2 separate regions of the Oryzias latipes genome follow, and region 1 is linked to region 2. A link is a contact called in public Hi-C data. All regions are on one chromosome and are shown on one strand. Each heading gives the region's core, a stretch centred on a gene start, on an enhancer-like site or on the middle of the called end of the contact. The rest is flanking DNA. Distances are from core to core; before and after follow the strand shown. Region 1 holds the start of LOC101171685 (mitochondrial ornithine transporter 1). Region 2 holds the start of nek3 (serine/threonine-protein kinase Nek3).

Evidence for each region. A called contact is a pair of places that touch in the nucleus more often than the background predicts.
Region 1: a Hi-C map of gastrula embryo shows a contact between it and region 2, with 4 times the contacts expected there. The contact joins the promoter of LOC101171685 here to the promoter of nek3 in region 2. A contact is called at or near these places in 2 of 5 Hi-C or Micro-C datasets (fibroblasts and gastrula embryo).

Annotation. Positions count from the first base shown.
Region 1 is chr13:7,381,593-7,387,823 of ASM223467v1, forward strand. LOC101171685 (mitochondrial ornithine transporter 1) reads left to right here and starts at 3,675. Exons shown (of 7, transcript XM_023961998.1): 1 at 3,675-3,850; 2 at 4,108-4,170; 3 at 5,605-5,863. The coding sequence starts at 4,116.
Region 2 is chr13:7,202,987-7,209,198 of ASM223467v1, forward strand. nek3 (serine/threonine-protein kinase Nek3) reads right to left here and starts at 1,665. Exons shown (of 14, transcript XM_023961811.1): 1 at 1,562-1,665; 2 at 1,294-1,449; 3 at 1,101-1,194; 4 at 927-1,024; 5 at 774-857; 6 at 512-579; 7 at 1-56. The coding sequence starts at 1,410.

The DNA of each region.
Region 1 (6,231 bases), core at 2,425-4,924, 180 kb after region 2:
ATTCCCCTGAAAAGCCAATGTGTTCACCTGTGGGCGGAACAAATGGAAAGGATCTGAAATGAAAGAATTGATGGAGTTGATGTTGCTTACAGTAAACACGGGTTAAAGGTACCTCTGCCCTCTCGATGAACTGTTCGATGGCAGATTTCTGCCTCTCTTGATGTCCTCTTCATGCTCTGAGTCCATAAACCTGTAGGGCTTCAGCCAAACGGCAGGAAGGTCAGGATTCACGGTTTAGGGAGGGGACGGTTGTTGATGGCGCTCAGGTAAACAGAAGCTTCCTCTTCACTCTGACCACCAGAGAGGAAACCAGCTGCTGTGGGGAGAGGATGGGCGATGCTGCTCTGTTTTTGAACAGATTCATTTGGAATCTTTGTAATTGACGAACAGCCAGCAGGCGTACTTACCTGCCACAGCTGGGGGAATGGTGGCAGTTGCCATGGTAACCTCTTCTAGGCTGCAGTTTGGTTTGAGGAAGGTGCCTTCCAAGTCCACATGGTGGTCAGACATGGCCTTGTACACTGCTGCCAGGAGCTGAGGGACCAACAGCAAACATCTGAGATGTTAGCCTGCTGCACAGCTCAGTGACAGGCACAATGCCATGCTGCCCCTTCTATCGAAATCAAAGATGGGCAAATTTTTGACTCGTGGGCAACAAAGGTTCCAAAATTTAACAGAAGGGCCGGATCAGAAGCAGATGCCTGGATACATTTGGTAATCCACCTAATAACAGAAATAAAAAACATGGTATTTGGATGAAAACATGCTTTTTGATTGAAAAATAATACATATATTTTAAAAACAGAACATTATAGAGTTTTATTTTTTTAAGACTGTGGCTTTTGGTCTCATTTTAGTGCAATGGGTTGATGTCCCAGGGCAAACTTAGAGAAATGCTGCATTCACGTGGGGTTGGAATGACCGGAAAAAAGTCTGTCCGACTCAGGAGCCACACATGAATGTCAGAAAAAAAAAATCTTCCAACACTACACCAATGCAGAATAATTTATCAGCACCTAAACAAAGGTCAATGTTTCTATTGAGCACCATTTATGGGAAGTCACTTGAAATATAGGACAATGAAACAATAACTAGGATTATCAATAACATTTTTCCAGTTAGGTGGGTCAGATGAAATAGCTTAACGGGCCGCATAGGACCGCCAGCCAAGGGCTCAACTGCTATATCTCATTTCTGTCAAAAACAAAAACAAAAAAGCTGCAAAGACACATCTTTTCACAGCTGTGATTTCCCATTTCCAGTTTAAGTGGTGGTTTCAGGACAGAACAAGTTTGGACATCAAATATCCTTGAATCTGAGGGGTTCATCCTCTGCTGATTGTAGCGCCAAAGCAAGCTCTTTGTAGACGGATGACTGAAGTTACTGTTGGGCAGTGAGGGCGACTCTGGAGGAACTAAATCTCTGTCAGGAGTTTTTCTGCTGCAGGGTTTCTCCTAAAGAGGAAATGTTCACAATTACTGTGAGTCACAGAAACAAAAGTATTCTAGAACATTGGAAAACCACCAGAACAACATGAATAAATGCTTTTTATTTATTTTTTTACATCACAGTATGGTTGACATTAATATAGCAAAATTAGCACAGAACTGTTTACATAGAGGAAAAACCGTTTCACGTTTGATGACGTTTACTCACCTTTTTTGTTTATTTGTCTAAATGTAATGTCAAAAGGACTGAATGTATTTGTTCATGCTGGACATATTTGAAAGGGGGCGTGGCTAAATACACATCTGCTTCTTTTAAAACATAAGGAAATCAATTTGGACCAATAATATCAAACAAAGGTATGTCTGAACCTCCAATTACATTTGTTTGTCAAATTAAAAGACTCCACAGTCGGTTAATCTGTATTTTCGAGGAACAGTTTTCATCCGATACAATTTTTCTAACAATATTCTAAATCTAAATGTTTAAATATTACATGGCGTTTTTTTTTTTAGACAGGAGAACATATGTCAAACATTCCTGTTATTTTCATACTTGTGATTCAATTTAAACAAAAGTGGATTTTTTTTATTAACTCATTATTTCTAAAAAAAAAAACATTTTAATTAACTAAGAAATTGTTTTTAAGGAAAATCACGAAAATAATATGACTTTTTCAGACCGATTCAATAATATTTTGCAAACAATTGTTAAAACCTTCAATAATAATACCCATAAATTCTACCCATCCAAACTATATCTGCAAAGGTTCAAAGAAGATATTGATGTAACCTGCTCTTTTTGTCAAGAACACCCTGTAGATACTGTACATTTATTTTGGTCGTGTCCCTTTTCCACTACTCTATGGTCTAAAGTTTGTAATTTCATTTCCGCACACATTGACCCAGACTTTCGCCTGTACTTAGTACATGTTATATTTGGCCTCACCCACTGTCCATCTCATAAAAAGTAACAATTATACATCATTAACCTTTCATTGTTTTTATGCAAGTGGCACATTCATAAATCCAAAGTTACAAATCATACCCCTCATTTTTCCATCTTTATCAATGAGTTTAAACAACACATGAACACAATAAGAAAGCCATTAAAACATTCGATCTGTGCATCAGTTTCAATGTTTTTTGTGTAAAAGGTAATAATAACCCCCTGGTTTGTTCCTTGTTGCTGTTTTACATTGTTAAATTGTTAAATTTAATAAAGTTTTTGGAGAAAAAAAACTTCCGGTAACGTTCATGCATTCTCTCCGCGCATGCGTATGTCTTTGTTTTGTTTTTTTACGACCGACCCAACGCTGTTTAGGTTGAGGCCGAATAGTTTTGGTTCCTACACCAACAACTCTTCTAACGAGACCTTTAGAGTGAGAGATGCCTTCATGCTCCACTCTTCTGCAGAGGGAGCGGTGCAGTGGCGGCCCACAGAATAACGTATTCTGTCAAGTCCTTCAAAGACTGACCCACAAGGGCTCTTAGAGCCACCCACAATCACTTTCAGAGTTTGGTGACCTCTATTTTAGAGTTTATAGTCAGAATGGTAAAATATTGTAGTAATATAGCAAATGATAAGATAAAATGGGGTGAATAGAACATCATATTACAACTATTTATGACACAGACCTGTCAAAAACTTTTTTTCTGCTGTGTAAAAGTGACATTTGTTTTTCATTAAATAATTTCTGGCATAAAGTGGTTGTTTTAAATTTTGTCGGCTACCATTTATACATATATATATCTTTTTTTAATGTCTTTTTTTAACTGTAAAGCACTCTGAGGTATTCAAATTATGAAAGTATGAATTATTTTTTCTTTTAGAAATAAAGTTTGGTTTGAAGTATTTAGACGACTTCTTCAAAATTAGACCAGATAATGAAATATTTTCTCTGAAAAATATGAAAGAGAAAACCTTTGAACATTTCAAATTTATTACAAATAAAATAGAGAAATTAAAGGTTTCCATGCTAAACCAAAAAATAAGAGTATGCAAACTAACTACTTATTAACAAAAACTCCTGTCCCTATTGTTCAGTTCTTTTTTCCCCTAAATGTATGTTTTATCAGGACAAAGAAGAATTTAAGAGTTCATTGTTGAGTTTTTCATAATGCCTCTGGTTGTCCACCAGATGGCAGCATTGTGACAGCATTCTTCTAGAAGCCCTCCTCTTGAACCAACTCGTCTATTGCTTGTTAACGTCTCCACTGTTTGATTGCAACAGCTCCTTGTGCGCTTGCGTCAGGTACCCAGACGGAAGACCGTGAAGTTTTGCTTTAACTCGCGTCAACGGACAAAAGGAGCGCCTCAAAGTAAAGCTAAGAGGATCAGTTGCTCTCATGGAAATGTTCAGATGTTTAAATCGATTTTAAATTCTGTGTAATCCGGACTCAAGGTAAGGAAGTAGTAATGCGTTTGACATCCCTATGTCTAAGTTTTATTATTATTATTATTATTATTATTATTATTATTATTATTATTATTATTATTATTATTATTGTGATTGTTGTTGATTTTACAAATATTCTCAAATTTTGGGTCCCCCCCCCCCCCCATTAAATCTTGTTTCAGGTTTTTTTTTTCTTTTTTTTTTATTACATTTGTTGTTGTTTTGTTTTATTTTTTTTTCTTAATTTAATCCTTCCTTTTCAGTCATTGCCATGGCTCCAAATCCAACAACCCAAGCAATTATAGACTTCTCTGCTGGAGCAGCAGGTATGCAGTGAAAAAGTCACACGCACAACTAAAAGGAGCTGCATTTCTAGAAAAAAAGCAGGGTTGAATGCTTTATTAATGAATGAAAATGAAACTTAAAGGGTAATAATTGGCAAAAATAAACAAATAAATGATCAAAGTTGAGCATAAATAAAGGGAAAACAGCACAAAGATATTTTTGTGAAAAATGCCAACGCCGGGTATCGAACCAGCGATAGTCTGCACAAAGGATTCCCCATGTAGTTCAATGGAGGCAAAAACCAGGAAATCCTAGGTTCTTAAAAAGTTCAAGGATTTGAAGGACCAAAAGCCATAGCTGGAAAAAGGTGAAAGAGCTGAACATTTTAATAGTTGTTAAATAGTTAATAGATGAAAAATTTTAGAAGTAGTGAAGCGCCAAAAAATGGCAGAAGATACCTTAATTAAAAAAAATAAAAAATAAAGAGAAACAGGTAAACAATTGGTTGAATGCTATAAAGCATAAAAGCAATTAAATTTTTTTTTGGCAAAAATGGATTAAAATAATTGATAGATTACATTACATGACATGACATGCATTTGATCAATAGTGGGGGAGAAAAAGCCCCTCTAATACAAAAGTTTGGGGAAGACCACCTGGGGGGGTTCCAAAAAGCAGGTTATGTGAGTTAACACGGTAAGTTTGAGGCTAAGTAATAACCTGAGGATAACCTCAGGTTTCGGTTCCAAAGACAGAGGTGTGTTTCAGGGTATGTCAAGTTGCCATAGCAACTCATGCTCTGAACATAACCTGGTCTGGAGCAGGTTTAGTTGAAGGTTAGTTTGTATTCAGAGAGGTGAAGGAGCCAAGTCGAGCATAACTACGTTAACTCATATTCGGTCTTTTGGAACTGACATACCCAGAGTAAGCAAGTTCAGGCGGCCTTCAGCCAGAGTTCAGGGTTAAAGTCAGGGTAGTTTAAACATGCTTCCTGGAATACCCCCCTGCTGTGACTCATTGAGGTCAGAGAGGACAGGAAAGCTGGCTGTGCAGAGGTGCCTGATTTGTCTGGGCTCTTCCTTCAAGTCAAGTATAAATAATTTCAGGAACAACATAATTATTTGTGGAGAGTGCAGCTCTCTGCCTAGAAATCATAAATCTGAAGTTTTAACAAGCGCTCATTAAGAAAGCTCACTCCAATTTCCCATCATTCATGTTTCCAGTTTGTGGCTTGCTGTGTATTAGCTTCTACATCGGATCTATAAACGTTTTAACGTTCCAATTTTTTGAGAAAAGAAATACTCAGAAATGCAATTTGAAGTACAATTTCCTCCATCATGAGAAAAATGCCACAAGAAAATGCTAAAATGCACGATTTTCATCTGAGTGGGTCTGTAAGTAGATGCTAAAAGGTGCTGGAGTTTTAGCTTCTGCTTTTTTGGATCAACCGTATTTAACTTGTCTTCCTACCTTAGGAGGTACAGCTTGTGTGCTGAGCGGTCAGCCGTTCGACACAGCCAAGGTGAAAATGCAGACGTTTCCAACCATGTACCGTGGTTTCATCCACTCCCTGGTTTCCACCGTCAGAGAGGTGGGACTCTTTGGTCTCTACAGAGGCACTGCCCCGGCGCTCTTGGCCAACATCAGCGAGAACGCGGTGCTCTTCTTGGGTTATGGCCTCTGCCAGGATGCTGTGCGCTTTTTGTCCAGAATGGATAAAGGAGTCGATCTCAGGTTGAATGCTGACACTTTTATTAATCTTTTATTTTTAGTCTCAAAACTCACCTTTATTAATTTGAATCACATTCATTCTACCTGGTTGTTCCTGTATTAGTTTATGATAGAAATGTACATTTTATTAAATTTTCTGCACACGCACATTTGCTCCTGCAGCCAAAGTTTTGGGCCTTTTATGTCGACTGATTTGATGAGCTCGCAAAATCTTCTGGATGTTTTCGTGATCTTATTTATCCAGATGTTTCTCCAAAGCAGAACAACCACCAGAGATTCAGACTCTGGCAAAACGTATTTTTCTGAACTCAACTTTTGTCATTCATGTTTTTAAAATGTCAAACACATAGGAAGAACTGAAGAATGTCTCA
Region 2 (6,212 bases), core at 415-2,914:
TTTCTGGTGCCACATAATACGGTGTCCCAACATATGCATGAGCGTACGCCTTTGAGCTGCAACAAATCACAGATTCGAGACAGAAAAAACAGTAACTATGTAATTTACGGTCTAAAAATGCAGCAGCCTCATGAGCGGTACGGTCCAGTTTAGAATGGATTAGGTGAGCTTTTGCTTTTAAAGTTGGACCGTCACGATGCATATGGGGTGTGGATGACTGCTTTGTGTCATAATACTGTGACTACAGCAACAGTGATCCAGCCTGACTCTGAATCACGCTATTGCCAAGGATGGCAAGGAGCATTTGTATTTCCAGTGCTGACCAGGCATTGCTGTTTGTTGCAGGCATCTTTTACCGATAAAGATTGACTAAAAGACAAAAAATTGAATGCTGGGAAATGTTGGCTTTGTCTTAATGACCTTCTGCCAATCAGCGGAAGGTAGCTCCGCCCTAACCGTTCCTTTCCATTTTTCTTTGTCATACAACCAAAAGTAGTACGGTTTGATGTACCTGTTTAGAACACAAGCAGAACCAAAGTCCCCGAGCTTGACTGAGCCATCACCTGTCAGAAAAATGTTCTGGGGAAAAAAAAGCGCAAATAGTGAAGTTAAAATCTTTACATATTGTGTAGAAGAGATGTTGATGCCCTCTCTTTTTTACCAAGATAATTACATGAATGAAACTAAAGTGATTGATATGGTCATATATTTAGTCTGTGCTACATCTACAGATAAAACTATAAGTAGTTACTGTCAAACTCACAGTACAGTACCTTGGACTTTAAGTCTCTGTGCAGGACTCTCTTGTCATGGATGTGCTGGGCACCGGCACACATCTGAGCAAACCATCTCAATATCTGGGAAATTCTCCGTGGTTATTATAGGAGCACAAATAGGAACTTTTTTTGTGTGCGTTCAAGACTTACATTTTCAGTGCAGAAGTTGGTCGCTTTCTGTTGCTGAATCCTCTGGAGAAGATCTCCTCCACTGCAGTACTCCATAACAATACACAGGAGGTCAGTCACTGAAGAACAATCACGTTTTTAACTCTGCAACTCAAATCCAAAACACTTTAAAAGAATGAAAGTGAAGATTATTACTCTCAAATGCCTCCCTAAAGGCCACTATGTTGGGATGTTTCATTCTTGACAGGAGGATGGCTTCTTTTCTTGAATCCCTCAACTTGGACTCATTCTATAAAACAGAAAATAAATTATTTACTTTTGGGAGGCAGAATGAGATTTAAAAGTCTCAATTCTTTCATATTTTTCACGGTGATTTTTTTGTACGTACCTTTGGCAGCTGGATTTCCTTGACTACATATTTTTCCTGAGTGCTTATCCATTGAACTAACACGGCCCGACCGAAAGAGCCTTCCCCGACGACCTTAAGCTGCGTGTATTTCTCCATTGAGCCTCTTCAAAAGCTCACATATAGACAAAGAGGGGGCTAGTAAAGACAAACATGAGCAAAAAAGCTAAAAGTTGACCATATTTCTTTTATAATTTTGAGACTTATTTTTAGGTTTTAGTCATAAAAATGGAACATTTATCATCCATACACCGGGAGAATGTAGCAAATCCTCCGGCGGCGTGGTTGTCTTCTACTTCCTGTTATTGTATGACGTCAGACATGTCAGTACTGCGCATGACTGCCACTAGATGGAAGCATATCACAACTTCTGAACTCAAAAAAGGTTTAAGTTCGATTTTATAATTAGATATTAGCTATTTAAGCTTCATATGAAGTTATGACATAAGTATATTTTTTATGAAGTTGTTTTATTTTTAGCTGTAGCTTGTTCGTTTCATTCTGTTCCAAAATACACAATAATTAATGACGATGTATGACAGTTTTATATAATATCAATACAATTTATGCAATTAAAGTGAGCAAAATAAAAGAGATATAAAAACACCCTTTTCATCATCATTCTATATAATAAAATAATCAAGAGTATAATAAATTATCCTAATATGACCAAAATGCTATCTAAATTTTAAATTGATTTTTTAAACATACTATTATATGTATGTGTTGCTCACTGGTACATTCAAATAAATAATGAAATACTTCATGTGTTATGATTAAATTTCCTAACAATGTGGTTTAAACCTTGATTCTGGGTTACAGTTTGATTTTGGTTTGAAATGATTTGTGTATTACAATTCATCAATCAAATCAAATCAAAATTACTTTATTTTTCCAATAGAAACTTCCTTTGCTGGTGTTACTCAGAGCAGAGACAAACAATCATCAGTAATATTAACTCATTAAAACACACAATACATGCTCAGTCCTGCTAAAGCAACCAAATGAAAAGTGTATTAAAAAAACTACAAATAATCTTTTTTTTTTGCTGCTAAGCAAGCAGCAATGACGAAAAACCTTTTAGTTAGTTTTTACTGAGGCGCAGTGTAATGTAATAAAACAATAACTTTTATATTCTTTTTAAATTGAGCACAACACATGTTTGATTCTTTCAATGTAAACACACTGGTATGCAGGACGTATGCAACTATTCACTGTACCAACGATTTGGTTCAATGCATGGTGTAACACACGGTTTGGTTTTAAACCAAAAGAATTGTGACATCCCTGATGCTTAGATAAAATGCCTTGTGGATAAGAGGTGAAACATCTTCAACTGTGAAAACCAAGTCCAGATGACAACCTTTAAACCTACTACTGTGATGGAATCTACCTAGATGAATGAGAGTCTTCATAGAAACAGTATAGATGTTTGCATTCATCAATAAGCACTTGATTTTGTTACTTGTAAAGAATCTATCTGATCAGAACCGGATGACGAAAACTATAAAATGAAATAACTCAGTTGGGGTGGGATTATATAAACTTGCTTCTTACCACTCCTTTTCAAGCAATGAATCAAGCTCTACTTAACTTCAGATAATGATCACTATATTTAATTAAGCAAATGTGACTTAAGTGTGTCTTCATTTTTGTTTGTCTGTTTTTTTCTATGCATTTCATCATTTCTGTTATAAGTTTGATAAATCTGTTTAGTTGTTTTATTGTATTGACTACAATTAATGATTGAAATAAAAAGCAATCAAATCAAATCAAATGTGCATGGTAATTTTAAAAAGCTTTGTTGTTGTTATTTGTTCTTGCAACAAACACTTCTTCTTTTAGCATACATTAAAATAGTTTAGCCCAAAAATCGCACTGACATTGAAAATAAGTACAGGCCACATCTTTTGCTAAGATAACAGGTAAAACAAAAACAAAAAAGAAAGAAAAAATACTTCTGTAGTGGTTTTAGTCAGCATTGTTTATGGTTCTTATATAGAACTTAACCTTGACGTGAGGAAAGAGATGTGTTTCTTTTTAATGGGGGGGGGGGGGGGGGGGGGAAGACACATAGGAAATGAAAAGAATTTTTCCAGCCTCAGGGTCAAAGCTTGGGTGTGGAGGTACAAAAAACTGACTGCAAAGGAATGCAGTGAGGTTATATGAAATGTTTTACAATAGATGCACACTTCTGCTAAACACGAGTGGGTTTACAGACCAACTCCATGTATTCTACATTGAAATAAGGCTCTGGAGAATTTTATGTTACCCTGAACAGTCTGAAATTGGATACAAAAATGAATTTATAAATGAAACATTAGAAGAACTAAAAAATAAAAACACCAAGCCATCATTTTCCAAAGTGCAATTTTTTTACCACACAGTTGAAGAATGCTCTTCACAGTATGAGGAGCTTTAAATTCACATCACGTAACACTTTTTTTCCAGACACAGTTAGTATGTTTACTGGTAAACTCTAGACTATTTGTTGAAAATGACCTCAACTTGAGTCCTTAGGTTCAGTCAAATTATTACCCCTCGTGCTTTAATGTTGTTTTTGCTATAATATTATGACCAGATATTTGTGTATTTACCTCATCAGTACCTGTTGTGACATGTTCAAACAGAACTTTGTGACCCTGACTTTTATTTAGAAATCAAGACAACTTTTGCATTTTTTTTAAAGACACCACTGACTTCAATATGCTGCTTTTAAAAAAAAAAGTTTTAGTGTTACGTGATGTTCCCCCAGGGGATGGATCAAATATGTTCCCCATATTTGATCCATCCCCTGGGGGAACGGTGGGCTGCCATCTGCAGCCGGTAACCATTTGGTGGTTCAACCAAATGCTGGTTCAAATCCAAATCCTTTATTTCTAAAAGTTAAGCAGGGAGGCAATGGGTCCAACTTTTAAAGTCAACTGTGGGTTTGAACTCACAACCTTCAGGCAGACACTCTATACCACAAGGCCACTGCGAATACCAGCTTGAAGATTTTTTTTATTTTGTCCCATCAAAAAATGCTTTAAGTAAAAAACAAAAACAAAACCCTGTATTGTATTTATTTCTGCCATCAAAATAACCAGAAATTACCATAATTTAATCCTTCATTTTTCATAATTTTTAGGGGTAAAACAACCAAAAGAAATCAAATCTAAGGTAGTTTGATACAAGTAGTTTTAAACTAAAACTTTACCAGCCAAAATGACTCAAGGTAATGCACTTATCCGGGAAGTGTCTCCTGGGTGGAGAAGTCCTTAATCCAGCTGGTGTATTTTCTTCCAATCCTTGAGCTGCTCCTGAAGATTAAAGCCCCACATTTGCAGAGTAACAGAACAGAGAAGACAATCTGGGCCTCTCCTCTGGTTTCCTATTCAACTCAAATATTCCAAAAATAACTCAGTCCTAATTTTAAAGGACATTAATCAACAGATCCAGAAGAAAGTAGCAGTTATCTGACATTTACAGAAACAAATTGGATTTATATTGATTTCTACATTACCAGTTATTGAATAAAATTCAAAAGGCGATGTGTCACCAGCGCATACTAATAAAGTGATGTCATTTCCAAGAGCTGAAGCTCATTATGGCCCCTTATTGTTCAGCAGATTTCCTTGTGCAGCATAAGCAAAATGTATTACAGCCAGCTCATGGCAGAGTGGCTTTAGGCCTCTAATGTTTACCTCATCACATTCTATATTTTTGCTCTTCAACCAATCAACAAATGGTCAGTCACAGGAGGAAAATAAAAGTGATAATGAGGCATTGTGGTGCAGTTTGTTGGCAGTGCCTGGGTTATGCTGTACAAAGTGTCTGGAAAAAATGTGGTCCACATTTTGTCTCGTTAGGTCTGGAAGGAAGCCCCGGAGAAACCCTAAGTGGAGTCTGCAGCTAAATGGCTCCGGACTGTATATATTGTGGGTGGATTATTCCTCCAGGCAAGACACTAAAAGGTTCTTCATTTTTACCTTGTGGAGTCTGTAAACACTGCAAAGGAAAATAAAAGAGTAGGTGTGGAACCATCTTTACATAGCAAAAGTGACAACTATGAAAATAATTCAATAATGGACTCTCAACTGAGACATATGTGGGTTTTTGTCACATTACAGCTTTGCATCCTAATGTTATATTTGTGGGGTAAATGAAGTGTAATGAAGTTGTTGTTTCTATGACAACAGTCATTGCTGTTTGTGGTATAGATAGTGCAAAACAATTACATGCTGCACGGTATGAGTGAGAATGATGGACTTTTCTTGGTCAAACTGCTTTGAAAGTGACACATGAAGGAAATGAAGGAGCTTCCAGTAACATATTTCTGAGTGCCCTTCAAAATTCAAGGTAAAAAAGATACAAATCCCTGTATTGTATTGCGGAGGTTTCTCCTGCAGCTTACTCTCCCATGGGACATTTCAATTCCAATTTTATAATCAATTCATAACAAACAGCATAATAAAACAGAATTGTGATCTTAAAAGACAACACACATAATGTTAAAAAGGTTCCCAGTGGTCTTTGATTTATGAATATACCGTTTTAGCCCAAATCTAAAAACCTGTGTAGTTTCTGCAGAGCAGCAGGAGTACATTAAAATTTGCCCCCCGTCCCTATCCCCATCACCCATCTGTTTACACTTTCTCTCGCTAGCTTACAGCCCCTCACAACCTAACATTATTGGTGCAACAAAAAATGTCGAGCAATCTTGAAACGAGTTCAGGCTGTACAGTTTTAAGCCAGATGTCAGCTCGGACGAGAAAAAAGGAAGACATACATGGATCTAGTCGTCTACAAGTAGATGCATCAGAAAAGCTTGTGAACCATATTAGATTATAAGCTTTTTTTTTTTTTTTTTAAAAGAGTTGTCTGCTCTTGATTCACAACAATTTGAATGAATACATTCT